2 separate regions of the Mus musculus genome follow, and region 1 is linked to region 2. Evidence: chromatin contacts called from public promoter capture Hi-C data. All regions are on one chromosome and are shown on one strand. Each heading gives the region's core, a stretch centred on a gene start, on an enhancer-like site or on the middle of the called end of the contact. The rest is flanking DNA. Distances are from core to core; before and after follow the strand shown.

Region 1 (2,866 bases), core at 288-2,787, 260 kb after region 2:
CCAAAGGGACAAACACATGAGCCAGAGGTGTATTCTGTGAGGCTGTGGAAGAAGCCAATGGCCCAGCCTCCCAGGACCAACCTGGAGAGGCCTTGGTACCTGGTGGCACCTCCTTGGGGATGCTTTTTTGTGGAACATAATTCCTGCAAAGAAGTGAAAATGATCAATGACTAACAACAAAAACTAGAAGACTTCAGTGTTTGTTCTTCGTTTTTCTGAATAACAACAAACTATGCATGCGAACATACCCTCCTTCTCAAGAGGAAAATGATTAACTATAGCCACACAAACCACAATGTAAATGTTAGAACGAAGTACACCTACACATAAACTCACATAAAAATGTCTCAAAGATGTAACAGGGCACTAAACCAGTTCCTGAGGACCAAAAGAAGGTTCAGGATAAGGTAGCTGCTACCAAGCCTGACAGCCTGCGTTTGGCCCTACACTATGCACAGAACCGACTCCTACATTGTTCTTTAACTTCCACATGTATGATGTGGGTACCTGTGGACATACATGTACTCACACATGCATACTCACACTAAATAAATAAATAAATAAATGTAATAAAAAAATTTAAGGGGCTGAAAGGATAACTAAATGGTCCAAAGTGCTTGCTTGCTGTTCTTACAGAGGAGATAAGTTTCCCAGAACCCAAGTCAGATAGCCCAAAGGCCACCTGTCATTCCAGCAGGGGGTTGATGCCCTGGAATATAGATACACATTAAAAAAAAAAACCAAAACACAAGTGTGTGACTGGGCATGGTGGTACACACCTTTAATCACAGCACTCAGCAATCAGAAATAGGTGGGTCTCAATAAATTCAAGGACAGTCAGGGATGCATAGTGAGACTGTGGGGCGGAAGAGGGCATATACTGGAGAGATGAATCAGTAATTAAGAGCACAAACAAGGGCCCAAGTTTGGCTCCCAGTACCAACACCAGGCAAAACTAAACCCCTTGTACCTCTAGCTTTAGGGGATCCAACACCCTCTCTGGCCTCCAAGGGCACTCGACTGCATGTGGCATGCATACACACAGAAACACATATAAATAAAATTAAATCTTTAAAAATGAAAAGGTCATGTTGGAATGCAGCTTCATTAAAAACAAGCATCATCACGTGTGTAACAAAAGCAAAGGCATGCATGAAGCACGAGCTTGTCTCCCAGCACTCAACAGGGGAGTCCGCACTACAGTGAGACTCCTATCTGTGGGCAAAAGGGGAGAAAGAGAAAGAACGGAGACAAGGGTTGTGGAGACCTTTGGGAGCCACTTGGCAGGAATCTGACCTTGGCCAAGGACAAGGAAATGGCTTCAGGCAGGAATCTGACAGTAGGCTATAACAAGGAAGTAAGCTCCAACAGGAATCTAATTTTAGGCTAGAACAGGGAAGTTAAGTTGAGGCAGGAATCTAATTTTAGGCTAGAACAAAGAAGTAGGCTTCAGGCAAGGATCTGACTTTGGGCTAGGACAGGGAAGTAGGCTCGGAATCCTTGGTCATTCTGGTAAGCCCTGAGAAACAGTGATTTGGGGACTGTTTATTGCCTTGCTTGTTCCTTGACTATCTGTGTTTATTGTCTTGCTTGTTCCTTAACCTAGAACTGACCTTATGGCTTGCATGTAATTAAAATGGTACAAAAGCAGATTGGGAAAAAAATAAACCTGCCTCAGCCTCAGAACTGGCTGGGGTAGTGCTACAGTGTTGTCTAATTGCCTTTTTTCTTTTTAATCCTCACTCCTACACTGGAGAACCTGTTGACTGACTGAGCTGGCTTGATCAAAAGGTCAAAAGAAATCCTCTTTTAAAAAAAAGAAGAAAGAGCTTTTTTCTACCCTGTTTTTAGGGGATGGTATTTAAGACCTACACTTTTTTCTCTGGTTTTACATAATTTAGAAACACAGCAGTCAGGAAAGAGAAAGAAGCACTATAATTATGCCAGCCTTGGGAGAGCGTGGGGCACGGCTGTGATCACTGCACCTAGAGGTCGGGGCCAGAAGTTCAAAGTCATCCTTGGCTTCTAATGGGTTTGAAGCCAACCTAGACAGAAAACTGTCTCTCAAAACAAAATAGGCCAGCAAGACGGGTCAGTGCAGGGAAAGATACTTACTGCAAAGCCTGGCCAGCTGGGCTTGATCTCTGGAACCCACATAAAAGCAAGACAGATGCACCTCACAAAATTATCCTCTGACCCATGCATGCTTACCAAGGCACGTGTATACACACACACACACACACACACACACACACACACCATCTGTCATTGATTCTGTCAAACTTTAACCTCTTTCTGGATTGAGTTAGGATAGGGTAAGATGAGACAGCCAAGGGGGAGCAGCAGCATGCACCTGTAACACACAGAGCATGCGCTTCAGCAGGAGGGGGTGGGGAAGCTGCAGGCAGAAGCCACTGGCCCAGAACACTCACAGTCCTGGAGATGGCTGTGGCGAGAAGAGATCCAGCAGGTTCCGGTCTGCAGAAAGACTCTGGATTCCACCCCCCATGAGTGTGATGGCACCCGGCTGCTTCTTGTCATTACAGCAACTCGGAATAACAACCTGTCAAACCAAAATCATGTCTTCTGTGGCAGGAGAGGAAGGGGCAGAACAGAAGATCCCTGCACACACCTTCAGGAAGCAGAAAGCAGTTACAGTTAGGGTGTGTGTGTGTGTGTGTGTGTGTGTGAGAGAGAGAGAGAGAGAGAGAGAGCCTTCCAGAAGGTGGGGACTAAACCAAGCAGGACAGATGAAGCACTCTGGAGCCAACCCCGCAAGATGAGCTGAGAATCCCAAAGAATGGTGCAGTAGTGATCACTCTCCAGGCAAGCAGCACTGCCACCAGGGTAGGACTGAGTGACCCTT
Region 2 (2,819 bases), core at 259-2,758:
TTATTTAAGCTTACACCACCAGATAACAGCTCATCACTAAGGGATATCAGGGCAGGAACTCAAGCAGGGAAGGAACATGGAGCCAAGAACTGCAGCAGAGGCCATGGAGGAGTGCTTTTTATTGGCTTACTCCTCACGTCTTGCTCCCTTGCTTTCTTGTGGCACCCAGACTTCCTTCCAATCCAGGGATGGCACCACCCACAGTGAGCTGGACCCTCCCCCATCAGTCATCAACCAAGAAAATACACCACAGGCTTGCCTACAGGAAAATCTTGTGGAGGCATTTTCTGAAACTCTTCCACCGAGTTAACATGTTAACTCATGTTAGCAACAAACTAGCCAGCACAATGATTCTACTAACTTATTTAGGGAGGGAGGTGGATTGCTTTGTTAATTCTTCACCGTGAGCATTGATTGCAAGAAATACTGCTTAGGGATTTTAGGGGATTTTTTTCTTTACGTTGATGGTCAATAATGCTTGACATGTTTCTACCCACCAAAAGTTGTGATCTTTGGTCAGGCAAAAGAGGCATCTCATGGGAAGCCAGAGGTCCAGACGTCTGAGACCCATGCCCCCCTGATGAAATAGAGCACAGGCTGGACTCAAATTCGCTATGTAGCTGAGGAAGGTCTCGTGCTTCTGAGCCTCTTGTCTCACCCTCAACCCCAGATCTAGCACAGTAAGCGTGAGCCACCACATCCAGTTTATATGATAGTGGGGATCAACCCCAGGACTTTGGTTATGTTAAACAAGCACTCTACCAACTGAGCTACATCCTCAACTCAAGAACCTGCGTTTTAACAAGGTCTGTAGGTGGATATGAACACGTTTATGTCTAAAATGTTTGAATACTTAGTGACACGCTGTCTTTTGTGGGGCCATGTTTCTTCCCAGCTCAAGGGGATTACAACTTGAATACCTATCTTGGATCCCTCACAGTTTCAGCGGTCTAAACTTATTTTTAATAGTCAATTTGTGTGAGTCCCTATGGAAAGACAATGACAGGCCCAAAGAATAAATGATCTGTTTAAATAGCTCCTGTTGCCCACAGCAGAACTCTAGATGATGCCGAAGCAACTGCGTATCCTGACCAGGTCGGAAGGGTGAGGGATAAGAGGCTGTGTGGAATGTCTTCTGGAACTGAGATAAGAGACCTCCTGCGACCTGGGTCAGAATGAGGCAAATGAGGTGACTCTACAAAGTACTCTGGGGCTGTGACCCAGCGGGAATGCAGGTTGCAGAGTGGCCTCTGGGAGGCAGCAAGCTTGCACGGTGCCACCACGAGAAGCAGCGCAGCCCGGGTTGAGGCGCGGAGCTGACTCTGGACAGCAGATGGCACTGCGGGGTCGCGGCCTTCTCCGGGCTAAGACAAGTCGGGGGTGGCCCGGGGAAAACACCTGGGCAGGTGTGGGCGGAGTTTGAGTGGGGAGGAAACTCTAGGGGCGGGGTCTGAGCCTGACCCACTGGCGCTCCTGGCCGTGCCACTTGGAGATGCTTGGCTTTATGAGGCCAGAAGAAGAGGAGCGTCTCCAGACTGTACACAGGCCAGCCGTGACCCTTCAGTTCAGAAAGGTAAGCCCAGCCGCGTCGGGTCAGTTCGATTCCGGGGTTCCAGGTACGTGAGCAGCCACAGGGCGTGGTGGCTTCCAAGAAAAAGATTATTCTGTCCACGGGTGGCGGGATGCTGAGACATCCAGAGCTTGGCTTGTGATACAAGAGCTGAGCGACAGGCGTTTCTGAGCCGGTGTGCGTGGGAGGAGCGCATCTCGGATCTTCTCTGCCTAGCTCACCCCACTTGAAGAGCATGCGTTTGACAGCGACTGTTCTTTCAGTCGCGGGAAAGTTTTTCTTTAGAGGTGCCTGCTGCAGAAAGAATCAAGCACTTGAAGCGGGCTGATTGAAAGTGGAGCCCTTGACTGCAGCGTTGCGATAGCTGGCACGAAGCAGACGGCTTTTGCCGCAAAACTACGCGCCAGGTCGCTTCCCAGACTGCAGCGAGTCAGTGGGGGTAGCTCGGTCCCAGGGCCTTGAGTCCTGGCTTCGGAGGTTCAACCTATTTCCGAATAGCACCGTGGCATGGCGGGAATCAAAACATTGCCCGAACCCAGGCTTTTGTGCCCAAGTTCTAGGATGAACAGAGCCTTGCAAACTGTCACTCCTCGCCAAGCTTCAGTTTCCTGACAGGGACAGAGGCAAGGTTCGGGGGCAGGTGAGGGAATAGAGAAGTGTCAGGAAGAAAAACGGGGACCTGGAATTTCGAAGAATTCGTTCGTTCTTTCATACTGTGTGGCCTTGGGCAGATTACCTAACTTCTTTACACCTCCATTTGCATCTCTGTGGGATGGGGATAGTAATAACACCTCATTTAGTCTGTAGTGAGAATTAAATTAGGTGCAAATGTTGGAATAGGAACCCTGGGCACGGTGTAGCTGTAACTGACGTCTGCCATCATTCTGCAGCAGCTGTCGCCTGAAACCACTATCATTATTTAAGCAATAACACAACTAGTATGTGTTCTTGGGTTCAAATCCTAGCCCGGACACTTTCTATTATGACCTTGGGCAAGCTACTTAGTCTATCTGTGTGTCTCTGTTTCATTTGTGTAATAGGGAAATGATGATATCTACCTGGGAAGACTGTAGAGCGCATTCTGTGAGCTAACCTTTGAGATGAGTTCTGAGCGTATCAGCTTCAAAGTCCTCTAACAGCACCGGGTTGAATCAAGGCCCATAATCTAGTAGAGCTACAATCTTGTTTTGCCTTAGAGTTGAAATATTTATGTGAACATTCTGGAGTCTCCTCTCGCATGACTGGCTGG

The links. Promoter capture Hi-C pulls out the DNA fragments that hold promoters and counts their contacts.
Region 1: a contact with region 2 is called in a promoter capture Hi-C map of embryonic stem cells, with 22 read pairs. The contact joins the enhancer-like site here to the promoter of Scnn1g in region 2. A contact is called at or near these places in 23 of 39 promoter capture datasets (the 3T3-L1 cell line, 3T3-L1-derived adipocytes, the C10 cell line and 13 more), 3 of 15 datasets of contacts at CTCF or cohesin (large pre-B cells, pro-B cells and stem cell-derived epiblast-like cells), 22 of 484 Hi-C or Micro-C datasets (B cells, the Ba/F3 cell line, DN2 thymocytes and 15 more), 14 of 115 datasets of contacts at active chromatin or transcription factors (bone marrow-derived dendritic cells, embryonic basal ganglia, embryonic forebrain and 7 more) and 5 of 9 other capture datasets (adipose tissue, embryonic stem cells, liver and 2 more).

Annotation. Positions count from the first base shown.
Region 1 is chr7:121,994,859-121,997,724 of GRCm38.p6, forward strand. Gga2 (golgi associated, gamma adaptin ear containing, ARF binding protein 2) reads right to left here. Exons shown (of 17, transcript NM_028758.2): 13 at 2,433-2,563; 14 at 1-143. Among named protein-coding and RNA genes, the nearest start is that of Cog7, 15 kb to the left of the region's middle. Within about 2 kb of position 1,538, at least 12 of the 459 cell types and tissues checked have an H3K27ac peak or open chromatin away from gene starts, as enhancers often do. A contact at or near this core is called in embryonic stem cells, where this site is marked.
Region 2 is chr7:121,732,971-121,735,789 of GRCm38.p6, forward strand. Scnn1g (sodium channel, nonvoltage-gated 1 gamma) reads left to right here and starts at 1,509. Exons shown (of 13, transcript NM_011326.3): 1 at 1,509-1,573.